3 separate regions of the Mus musculus genome follow, and all the other regions are linked to region 1. Evidence: chromatin contacts called from public Hi-C data. All regions are on one chromosome and are shown on one strand. Each heading gives the region's core, a stretch centred on a gene start, on an enhancer-like site or on the middle of the called end of the contact. The rest is flanking DNA. Distances are from core to core; before and after follow the strand shown. Region 1 overlaps Inpp4b (inositol polyphosphate-4-phosphatase, type II). Region 2 overlaps Inpp4b (inositol polyphosphate-4-phosphatase, type II). Region 3 overlaps Inpp4b (inositol polyphosphate-4-phosphatase, type II).

Region 1 (3,848 bases), core at 636-3,135:
TCATGTACATGTACTGCTGATGAATTCTCTAGATCATAGCTAGAATGTCAACATTATTTTTTGTTGATTCCTGTCATAGAATTTGCAATAAATAATTTTTAATGAATCCCCATTTTTAAAAACACTCCAGATTGTTGGCTGCCCTTCGTGCCATGTAGATTTAATCAATTTAGCAGTGGGTATTGAGTATGTTCAGTGTTTAAAAAATAATGATCACAAAGAAGGAGTATAGCACACCACTTATGTAAGGGCTGAGTGGATGATTAGCAATCAAGACCAAGCTGTGCTATTTGCTTCCTATCGTGTAAAGGTCATGTGCAGTGAACAGTTCTGTTTTGCAAAATCCTCAGTTTCAGATGAGAATGGTGTTGTTTAGATTTTGTTTAAGTATACAGAAAGATATTCCAGTGTGGTTTAAAGTTGATAGAAGGTCATAAAAATGATACATTTTTTTAAAAGAATGGTTCCATCTTAAACTTGTACCCAATTCAGTTTTATACTATTTTCTTCAAATTTTATTGGTAAATTATGAAATAATTTGAAGTATTTATTTGGAGTGATTTTGAAGCTATTTGGAAACAATTCTTCAATTAGAGAGCTGCTTTAATTTCCTCCTGCATTTTCAGCTAATAGCTAGTTGCTAAGGCTTGGTAGGCATTCTCCCCCATGCCTGCTTCTCTCTTCTTTCCACTGGTAATTTTTTCCATTGTTCATGAGAGCAACATCTTGTATGTAGTTCTCCAGTCTCTGTACAAGGTGAGTATGCTGGACTTCCTTTAAGGACCCTATCACTCCACTCTCTCATTGCAATAAGAACCTATTTCTCCCACTGCCCATTGCCATCACCTTCAGAACCAGTGATGACTCAGAACTCGCCAATTTTAGTCAAAATTTACTACTTGCATTTTCCTGCACAATCTATGGACTACACTCATTGTCCTGATATTTAAGTGTTATTGACTTGATCACTTCTTTTAAAACTTTAAAAATATTAGCCAACATGGCAATGTTGTCACTTACATTATAACACAACCTCTATGCAACTGTTCAGTGGTCCCTGGTTACAAGACAAAATCAGTGTGTGAGGAAACAGAGCAGGAGACATACCCAATGTGAGTAGTCACTACTTGTTAAAAGTTGATCACAGTTGTTAAGTGCATGCATTTTAGCACAACCCTACAGTAAATCTGTATAAAATGTGGGGACTACAAGTGGAACAGAACAAATCACATCACAGAACAAATACATAGTGTGCTGAGGGGAGTCTGGATATGCTCAAAGTGGATGTCCAAGGCCGTGTGTGTGTGTGTGTGTGTGTGTGTGTATGTTTGTCTGTGTGCTTGTGTGTGTATGTGTGTGTGTGTTATAAATGCAGTTCAATTATCTTTCCACTTTTTGCTGATAAGCATAATCAAACTCAACTAGCAGCAACATTCTCATGCTTCTAAAGAGTCATTTCAATTTTGGGCAAAGGCCAATGACCACAACTTTAAATTGCACATTAAAACAGGGTCTATCTCATTTCTGTAGCTGGGATAAGGCACTTTGACCAAAAGTAACTTAGTAGGTAAAAGCTTCTATTTGATTTATGTTGTCAGGTCATAGTCCATCACTGCTGGAAGTCCAGGCAGGAAATCAAAGTCAAGCCTACTTTCTATTTTATGCAGTGTTTCTCTGGACTAGGTAACTAAAGCGCATCCAAGTGAGTACAGCAGAAACTCCAGGGGAAAGGTGCTTCTTGACTCATGGAGGCTCATCCTCAGCTGGCTTCCTCATACAGCTCAGGACCTCCTGTCCAAAAAATTATAACACCCACAGAGGGCTGAGCTCTCCATTGCCAGTTAGAAATCAAGACAATCCCCCACCCACATGGTTACAGGCCAATTTGGTCTAGGGAATTCCCCAGCTGTGTTTCCCTTCTGAGAAATCAAGTGTGTGTGAAGTTGACAGTTGAAGCTAGAATAAGCAGTAACTTGGTTTCAATAAAACTGCATATCTAGCTATCTGATAATGGTTGCTAACATTTAGATCAGTTAACAAAGGTGTAAATAGATTATTTTAAGTACGTAAATTTTTTTGTTTCAGTGTCATGTAATGTAAGACACTAAGTATTGAATGCCAGCCACACATATTATGAACATGAGTTTTGATTCTAAGAATAACATTTGACTTAGACCTTTTGCTTCCTTAACATCACCAGAGAATGTATATGCAAACAACAAATGAGGAAAGGCCCTACCCTGAGGTACTTGGCCAATAAAATAAATGTTTGAAGTCAAGCCATTGCTCATTTCAAAGTCAGTGGATAAATAATGCTTGCCCGTCTGCTGTCTGTGGCAACAACAAAGCTTAGATTGCCTGACAACAGATAGGAACACAAATGTAATATAAAGTTAGCCTTCCAAATTTCATGAAAAACAACAAAAATTAAAACTTATGAAAGGTAAGGACAGAATTATTGGTTTTGAAAAAAATATTCTTACTCAAAACAAACTATTTATTATATTGTATGTTAAGTTTCATTTTATGCCTTACATAGAAAAACAAAATCAAGGAAGATGAAGTTTCATACATCCAAAGCCACATATAATATTATTTATGTACTGAGTCATTCCTAGGGTTGGGCAGAAAGATTTATTATTTTGGCTGAGTTTTGGAGTAGATACAATAAATTTTTAGATAAAGGAGCAACTATGGAAGCAAAATAATATATTTTCAAAATTATAGGTGAGCTAGTATATTATGTACTTTGGAAAAAACATGTTTATTGAGGGAATTTTCATAGACTTTTATAGAGAGGAGAGTTACCAAGACTCTCTATGTCCCATGACTCTTTTTCCTTAGAGCCAAAGTGGGCAGCAGCTATCTCTCTCTTTTTCATTCCATTTTTATTAGGTATTTTATTCATTTGCATTTCAAATGCTATCCTGAAAGTCCCCCATACCACCCTCCCCTACCCACCCACTCCCATTTCTTGGCCCTGGTGTTCCCCTGTACTGGGGAATATAAAGTTTTCAAGACCAAGGGACCTCTCTTCCCAATGATGGCTGACTAGGCCATCTTCTGCTACATATGCAGCTAGAGACCCATAATCAGCCTCCAAAAGCAGACACCATTGCAATATGCCAGCAAGATTTTGCTGAAAGGACTCTGATATAGCTGTCTCTTGTGAGGCTATGCTGGTACCTGGCAAACACAGAAGTGGATGCTCACAGTCAGCTACTGGATGGAACACAGGGCCCCCAATGGAGGAGCTAGAGAAAGTACCCAAGTAGCTAAAGGGGTCTGCAACCCTATAGGTGGAACAACAATATGAACTAACCAGTACCCCAGAGCAGGTGTCTCTTATCAGTCAGGACCTTGCTTGGTTAGTCACCTCTCTTGTGTTGTTTTTTACTGTGTTTCCAAAACTACGAGGAGAAGTGTAGTGAATACTTATTCTTAAAAATGATATTTGTAATCGTCTTCAATTCCCATAATGACAAATACAGAATCAGAGTTTTAGATATAAGGAGCTGTCTTAATTAGGGTTTCCATTGTTGTAAAGAGACACCATAACCAAGGCAACTCTTATAAAGGACAACATTTAATTGGGGCTGGCTTACAGTATCATCATGGTGGGAAGCATGGCATCGTGCAGGCAAACGTGGTGCTGGAGAAAGAGCTGAGAGTTTTACATCTTGATCCAAAGACAGCCAGGGGAGGACTGACTCTTCCACACTGGGTGAAGCCTAAGCATAGTACCCCAAAGCCCACTCCCACTATGATGCACTTCCTTCAATGAGGCCACACCTACTCCAAAAAGGAAACACCTTTTAGTGGTGTATTTATGTGTGGGCCAAGCATTC
Region 2 (3,848 bases), core at 768-3,267, 170 kb before region 1:
AAGAAGTATATTTGTACTCTGTGACTTGGCACCTCATTCACTACTTGAAATCTTTTGATGAAGATAATATTTTTATTTCAATTACAAATAAAATTCTTATGGATCAGTTAAATGATGCTTAAGAAATCACTGTCTACCCCAAAGACAATAAAAATGGGACTTTCTTTTAAAGTTATTTGCTTCTCTTATTTTCCATATACTAGATCTACAATCCATGCAGCCGAGAGTTTCTTATGTAAGAGTTAGTACTTCTTTTGCCCTAAGCAGATATTTGGAATTATCCTCCCTTCTACCAATTTGTATATGTTTGTTTTGGACCCTATAAGAAGATATGTGTATTCACACATAATCAAATAGTTGCCTTAATTATCAAAGCTTTTAATTAAGTTTTAAATTAATATATGTATGTACATATACATATATATGTACATGTCTATATATGTGTATATGTATATGTGTATGTATATGTATAGTGTTTCATGTGTATGATGCATATGTGAGTTCAGTGTGCCATGGTGTGTGAGTAAAGTCTGAGAATAACTTTGGAAGTCCATCCTCACCTCATATGTGGTTCTGAGGCAAGGCTTTGCTTGTCTCTTGCCTCTTCACTGTGCCAGTGGACCTGGGGCTTCCCAGTATTCTCCTGCCTCTGCCTCCTGGACTACAGATGTGCACCCTCACATTCAACTTTTACATGAACTCAGGATCAGAGCTGAGGTCACCAGGCTTGTATGCGGAGCATTTTGTTGAGCTGTCTCCTGGCTCTTTAAGTTTTAATATGTAAAAATGCAGCACTTTCAAATTCTTATTTTATCCATTAACATTGACTTGGGTAATCTAGATCCTTACATTTCTGAATAAATGTTGTTGTAAAAAAAAAATAAAGCCAAACTAACATAGCTAAGAATTGACTGTGAGATACTGAGTGCACTAGTCAAGTGTAGGAGGATTAACATACTGATGAGTGAGCCTTCTGATGTATGAGCATGTCCTGTCATTCTCTGCTCATTCACATGCTTTCTAGGTCTTTGATATAGAAGCTATAAACATGTCTTGTTAGTCATATTCCAAATATTTTACTTATCACCCTATTTCAAGTGCCATAACTTCCCTTTTATTTATTATTTTATGATAACATAATTTATTTTTGTACAATGACTCTCAATTCAGTAATATTTCTAAATTTACAAATTAAACCTAACAATTTTCTGTATATTATCTGTGTCTTGATTTTAAATGCACTTCATAATGTCTTAAAAATAAATTAATTAAAATGATTTTATTTTGCATTTATCTAAAATGGAATTTGAGTTTCTATTTTTATATGTTGAGAAATAACACAATTTTATATTCATGGTGAAGAAACAATGTAGGCTCAGGAGAGTTTTGGAAAATGTATCCAAACATGAGCAGATGTTATAAACACAAAAAGTTTTTTTCCCCTCATACTTCATGTATAACACTCAAGGAAGGACGTCTGTCATTCCAGTCTGGTGTTCTTATCTATAAAATAGTGACATAAGCTGCATTAATTTTCATTCTCTTTTACCGGATAGGTTGATGATTGGCTCAGCGGTTGTACTTTTAGACACTTCCCATTGTCTTCTGCTCACCCCTCTGTAGTCTTGTGATTTGTAAGGGTGGGTGGGGACAAGGCTCATAGGACCTCATTTTCTGGCAGGGTGGTGGGTGGTGCCAGCCTACTCAATATTCACACACTCTCTATTGAAGACATTTGAGAATGTCCATGTCTTTTAGACTTCTCCTATTGGCTATGGATGATGCCATCTTGTCTCAGCTCCATCTTTGTGCAGAATTACCTTTTCTCACACCTCATATTACCTCCACGATAAGCCAAGAGTTGCTAAGTGGTGAGTTCAGTTTCTCTGAGGATCTTAACTCTGAGCCATGAACATTCATTTTCTACCCCCAGGTCTCCTTTCACCCTCATGTCATTTCCCAGTGGGTGTTTCCCTCAAGGAGAACAGATGTGAGGGTTTTGTTGACCTCTTCCTCTTCAGTAGGTCTTCCTGTTTCACATCCACATCACGTCAGTTAGCTTTTCATCTCTGTGAAATCATGCACAGCCTAATCAACTTATAAGAAAGAAAGGTTACTTCTGGTCTCCAGGTCCCTAATTTTGATTCTGTGCTTATTCTGCTCTCTTTCTTTAGTGATATATCAGGATGGTGCATCATGAAAAGAGATGCATGTTAGAGGAGACTTGTTTACCTTATGGTGGCCAGAAAAGGATTAAGTCATTTATTTAGGGTTTTGATATTCCTTCAAGGACAGACTCCCAGTAACTTTTTTCATTCTCTTACCTCTTAAAGGTACCACAACTGCTGGCTAATGCTACATACATACCTTTGGGAGTAGTCTGGATCTAAATTATTAATTCTTAAAACCAAAGGACTGAATGACAATTTGTACACATAGTCTTGTGTTTTATTTATTTTGAGGATTGAACCCATGACCTAGTTCCACATAGTCTAATATTTTTATGTGAATCTTGTTTTATCTCTAAGTAAAACCTGATTTTGCTTTGGCTCCAAGATTCTGCCAGATGTCAAAACCCAATTCTCCTTTTCAGTTTATCTTGTAACTATCTTAATTACCCTCGAGGCAAGTGCTATCCTTGGCAGAAAAACAAGGTCAAACACGGACTGCCTTTGGATATATTCCCACATAGGATCATCCTTTGTGTGATACTGTGACTTCTTGCATGCATCTTCTGTGTCTTTTTATCCTTCAGGGTTTTTTTTTTTTGAAATTTATAATTGATGTGGCAAAAATAAGGACTTGCTATGCAATTGTTCTCAGAAGACACAGTGAGATATTCATGCTCCATAAGTCAACTCTTTTATCTGCATTAATATTTAATCTGTATGAAGTGGAATCTCCTTATTAAGGATATTTTGATGTATTAGTCATTGCATTAAGTGGCAAGGGAGATCAGCAATAGTCACAGCATGCACCTGTCCTTGAGGAACGTGGAATAGTCGGGGAGACAAGACAACACAAGGCAATGTAAGGAGTCAAAATGAATTGGAGCCCTTGACTTTAATTGCTATACAGTGGTGGCAAATGGTACAACCAACAGAGTCCAAAGTACCTGGGGATCACTTTGTGGGAAAGTAGGCATTAACGTTTTGACAGGTGGTAAATTTGGCTGGTGCTGAGAGGTAAGACCTAATCCTTAAGAATGTTATTAAGAATGGAAATGAGAGAACACCACGCAGACACTTGGGACTCTGATTGATATTGCAGGAAGGATACAACTGAAGAACAATATAACACTCACCAAATGATCATAAAATGGAATAGAGTATCCAATAGACGTGTCATTTTTAGGTAATTTCCTGTAGATAAGCAGGGATTGTGAAAAAATCACCACCACAAGATAGAAAACTGTTTAAAAATGGACCCTTTTGCAACAGTGGCTATCAGATATTCACATGATTTATGAGCTAGATCACCTGGGAGAAATTCCCCATTACCAAGACAAGAATCGGATAAGTTCTACATCTCTAAAATAAAATGATCCTGGGGTCTGGAGATTGCAGGAAGGTTTATTTGGATTGGCTGAGAATATGCTAGATATCTAGGTATATCTGTGTACAGAGGGAGGAAGGTAAGGTTGGTGCTGTTGGTGCTGGTAAGAGGTGTCAAAAGGAGAGCTTAATTTAGTCTCTGGAAGTTCAGGAGAGAGAGTACAAGTACCTTGCTTTCTGATAAAGAAAATGCAAAGAGATGGGCTAGTGAGCAGGTAGAGCTCAGCCAAGTGGAGGTGGCTGGGCAGCACGTAGCTGTTTCTACTGTGGCCAATGAATACAGTTTCCGTTACT
Region 3 (3,848 bases), core at 640-3,139, 140 kb before region 1:
CCCTTTATAATGGACAATAGATGTGGGTGAACGTGTGCACGCATGTGTGAGTGTGTGTGTGTGTGTGTGAATGTGTGTGGGGTGGGGATGAGTACATGATAAAGTACACTATTTCAGACATGTAAGCAACACTCCTGGAGCATTTATGCTCACTGTGTTCATGTTGGTGGGGGTCCACGGCTGAAGCAAGGCATGGCAGGATACATATGTCCCTCTCCTTTAAGACCCGAGATTTTATTATCAGTCTGCTGCCTATGAGTGCCACCTATTTTCACTCCAGTTTTTGTTTGTGTCTCAGGCATGTCTACAGAATGAGCATGGTGGGTTTTATCCCATTCTTTCCCTCCCCCATTGCACTCTTCCCAGACAGTTCTTCAGCTTCCATGTCTCTTTTCTGTGTGTGGTCCAGTGAGTTTAATTAAGGTTACTTTTTCAAGCATGGAGAAGAAGTTATTCAGTGGAACAAGAGACATTCATCTGTGACCACAGTACTAAAGCAAGCAACACTCCTCTCCCAGAAAGCACTGACTGCCAATTCCTGCATTTGCTTAATGACCATTTTAGTGCATCATTTCTATTATAAGAGAAAGCCTTATACTGGGTAACAGGAATGTCTCTGAAAGCTAGATGCTCAAGACAGTTACTAGGATTCAGTATGGTGAAGGACTGGCCTTATTTTTTCCTCAAGCAATAGAAGGGGAGAATGTCAAATAGTTGCCTCTAGCCCCCTTTCTAATGGGACCATTAGTTCTGATCACCAGGAGGTCTTATTCTCATGTTCCCAAAAGACCTTCCTTAAACCCATCATGTTGGTAGTTAAGTTTCACTGTATGAAACTAGATAGGACCCATACAGACAACAGCAATGGCTAGACATTTGTCTTAAAAACCTATCATAAAGACAGAAGTACATGGACTGCAGTCACACCCATGTGAGCTCTCAGGCCTACTATGATAGGAAGAAGAAGTCATGATTAGCTATAGTCATCCTTTCTTTTAATAAACGCCTTCGGCCTCTCTCTATGGGCCATTAACTCTAGATGCTGGGATACAGCAGCCTACAAAACAGAGAGAAATCCCTTCTCTGCTGGATTTTATGTCATACTAAGAAGAGACAGATGGTAAACAAATGTCTATCACTCTAGAAAAGAGCTATAGAGAAAAGCAAGGGAAGGAGGGAGGCAGGGCATCTGTGGCAGGGTGAAGTTTCATATTTAAATTGGCAGGCCTGGAAGTCGCCAGTCAGATGCTGTTTAAGCAAAGACCTGAAGAGGTCAGTGAGTGGTCTGATCAAATGGATGGGCCAATTGAATTTTCTCTTTACCAGGACTGTGGGTCATGTATGCCAGCTCTGAGTTCAGACAGAGGAAAAAAAACAAGTCCATTGCAATAATCTTCACATGAGATGGTGGTGGATAGGGTTAGGTTAGTCAAACTGGAGGTGACACATGGCAGAGATGGTGACCTAGCAGATCTGTAACATCTCAAAGGCTGCAGCTGTTCTGCACAAGTTCTGAGGTCAGATTCAGGGCAGGGAACCGGGAAACAAATAAAAACACAGAGAAACCTTGGGAAGGCAGAACGATTCATTAGAGAGTGAAGCCAGAGAAGCAAAGATTATTCAAGCTTATAGGGGTCTGGGTAATGTTCAACACTACAGAGAACTTAGCAGGAATGTGCCCAAGAGGGGTGCACCACATTTGACAGGCAGGAGGCCATCAGTGGCCTCATCAAGGCAGCTTTGGCTGGTTGCTGAAGCTGAACATCTGAAAAATGGAGAAGTACACAGTGAAGATATGGATTGCCCTTTCAGGAAGCCTGATAGATACTGACACAACAGTCAAAGTTGTTATCATAATCCACAGTGAGATGTACATTTCCTCCAGTGATCTGCACATGTGCACAGACAGCATCCTGTACCACCAGAGCTGCTTTGTGACTTAATGAGTTCTCATGTGTATAGTGTATGCCAACATTCTTCATCTCCCTCATATAATATATTTTTAAAAATGCTTGCCAACAACAGATAAATTGATTCTGACTCTATCTCTAATATTGATTTATAATTTCCAACAATTTCATACACAACAGTTGACTAAAGAATTGCCACCTATAAGCTCATACTCAACCAGAAGGGCTGGCATCATATTTTGGACATTATGATCAAACTTTTAGACACATCATCCTTTCTTCATGTGTGGGATTTATACTCTTCGTGGTAGCACAGTTGTACAGAGAGTGGTTAGCATGTGCACGATCATGAGATTTATCTGTAACACAAAGAAAAAAGTAGAAAAAAAAGATTTGCCCTTGATGTACAGTTACAGTCACATTGTGTTCATAAGAAATCATTTCCTGCCAACAAAACGACATGGGTGTCTCCCTGTTTTGATTTTATTCTGTCTCTGTGATGTCTAATATTTGATCTGTAACCTTTGATCTGTGATCAGGCACAGGATAACTGTACTGGGGAGCTTGGTCCTCAGATGAAATATAGAATGGATCTTTCTTGAATAGGAGTTGGCATATATTATGGAAGAATAGACATCAAATACAAAAATGGCATTTAGTGATATATTTTTGAAAGGCAGAAAATCAGCATAAACTAATGAAAGCAATTTCTTCTTGGGCTGAAAGTCTGCATTAATAGAATTGTAAGGATTTTAAAGCAGAATGGACAATAAAATTTAAACAGTGAACAGAGGAAAGTATTGTAAGATCAGATATCAATCTTCTGTGCTACAGGATAGATCTGTCAGGTTTCAGTAGGAAGGTGAAAATAGAGATCTCTGAGGAACAGAGTGGATGCAAGCAGTGCTCCTTTGAGATTGGGTAGTTCCACACAGAGCTAGGTTTGTTGACTGACAATGAGAAGACAAGGGCTTTCTGTTTGGCTTTGGAAGGACCTCTCACCCTGAGCATGTATGATAAAAGAGGTTACTGAAGATTTGGGCTAGTCTGAGTGGGTGTGCTGCTGGGAGATCAGGACTTGGCTATTGATAGGTGAGCAGTTGTCAATTTGCAGATTCAAATCTTGCCTTTTCCTTTTGTTTTAAAGCGAAGGCCACAAATTGGCAACCTACCCAAAACATACAACACTCATAAATTTGTTTTTTTTCCTCCCTAGTATTTTATTCATAATATTTCAGATTTTATTCAACAGTAGCAAAATGCTACAGAAGTTCAATTTTTGTTCTTTGCTTTGCTTTTAGGGAAAAAAAAGTGGAAAATGTATCCTTTGCCCACATATTGGGACTTACTATTACTTACTATTTTGGGTTCATGATTGGAGAGCCAAAAGTAAAGTAGTAAGCATTAAGCATGCTTATAAAAAGTGTCCTAAAAAGGCATCTGGGATGGTAAGCTTTAGTGTTTGCTCTTTCATCTATGCAAATGCAAGCCTCCTTTTAAAACTCTTTGAGAATTTCAACCAATGCATTTTAATTGCATTCCCTTCATCCCTCAACTCTTCCAGATTCACCTCCCTTTCTCTAACCACACAACTTACCTTTGAATAGCCAATGAGTCCAGTTTGCACTGCCCATATCCTCTTGGATTTGAGGTCATACATTGGACTATGGCCACATAGTAGAGTTACACCATTGTATCCGTCTAACCCTCCATCTCACAACAACTATCAGTTTCCACAGCTCCTCAGTTAGGGATGGAACTTCTACCCACTTCTCTCTGTGCTGAGATTCTGAACGGCTTGAGTTTGAGTAACTCTTGTCTGTGCTACTGTAGCACTGTGAGCTTGTATGTGTAACCGTCCTGTGGTGTCCAGAAGTCACTGTCTTGTTGCATTCGTCTACCACCACCAGCTCCCACAATCTTTCTACTCACCTCAGC

Evidence for each region. Hi-C and Micro-C count contacts between places; a contact is called where the count stands out from the background.
Region 2: a Hi-C map of B cells shows a contact between it and region 1, with 1.7 times the contacts expected there. The contact joins two enhancer-like sites. A contact is called at or near these places in 3 of 484 Hi-C or Micro-C datasets (B cells, Th1 cells and group 2 innate lymphoid cells) and 2 of 115 datasets of contacts at active chromatin or transcription factors (CD8 T cells and regulatory T cells).
Region 3: a contact with region 1 is called in a Hi-C map of CD8 T cells, with 3 times the contacts expected there. The contact joins two enhancer-like sites. A contact is called at or near these places in 2 of 15 datasets of contacts at CTCF or cohesin (CD8 T cells and pro-B cells), 8 of 484 Hi-C or Micro-C datasets (B cells, the Ba/F3 cell line, CD4 T cells and 4 more) and 5 of 115 datasets of contacts at active chromatin or transcription factors (CD8 T cells, Th17 cells, memory CD8 T cells and 1 more).

The regions. Positions count from the first base shown.
Region 1 is chr8:81,634,501-81,638,348 of GRCm38.p6, forward strand. The region is part of intron 2 of Inpp4b (inositol polyphosphate-4-phosphatase, type II); the gene reads left to right. Among named protein-coding and RNA genes, the nearest start is that of Gm51582, 290 kb to the left of the region's middle. Within about 2 kb of position 1,886, at least 33 of the 459 cell types and tissues checked have an H3K27ac peak or open chromatin away from gene starts, as enhancers often do. A contact at or near this core is called in B cells, CD8 T cells, Th17 cells and 2 more, where this site is marked.
Region 2 is chr8:81,464,979-81,468,826 of GRCm38.p6, forward strand. All of the region lies in intron 1 of Inpp4b (inositol polyphosphate-4-phosphatase, type II), which reads left to right. Among named protein-coding and RNA genes, the nearest start is that of Gm51582, 120 kb to the left of the region's middle. Within about 2 kb of position 2,018, at least 26 of the 459 cell types and tissues checked have an H3K27ac peak or open chromatin away from gene starts, as enhancers often do. A contact at or near this core is called in B cells, where this site is marked.
Region 3 is chr8:81,489,647-81,493,494 of GRCm38.p6, forward strand. All of the region lies in intron 2 of Inpp4b (inositol polyphosphate-4-phosphatase, type II), which reads left to right. Among named protein-coding and RNA genes, the nearest start is that of Gm51582, 150 kb to the left of the region's middle. Within about 2 kb of position 1,890, at least 24 of the 459 cell types and tissues checked have an H3K27ac peak or open chromatin away from gene starts, as enhancers often do. A contact at or near this core is called in CD8 T cells, Th17 cells, memory CD8 T cells and 1 more, where this site is marked.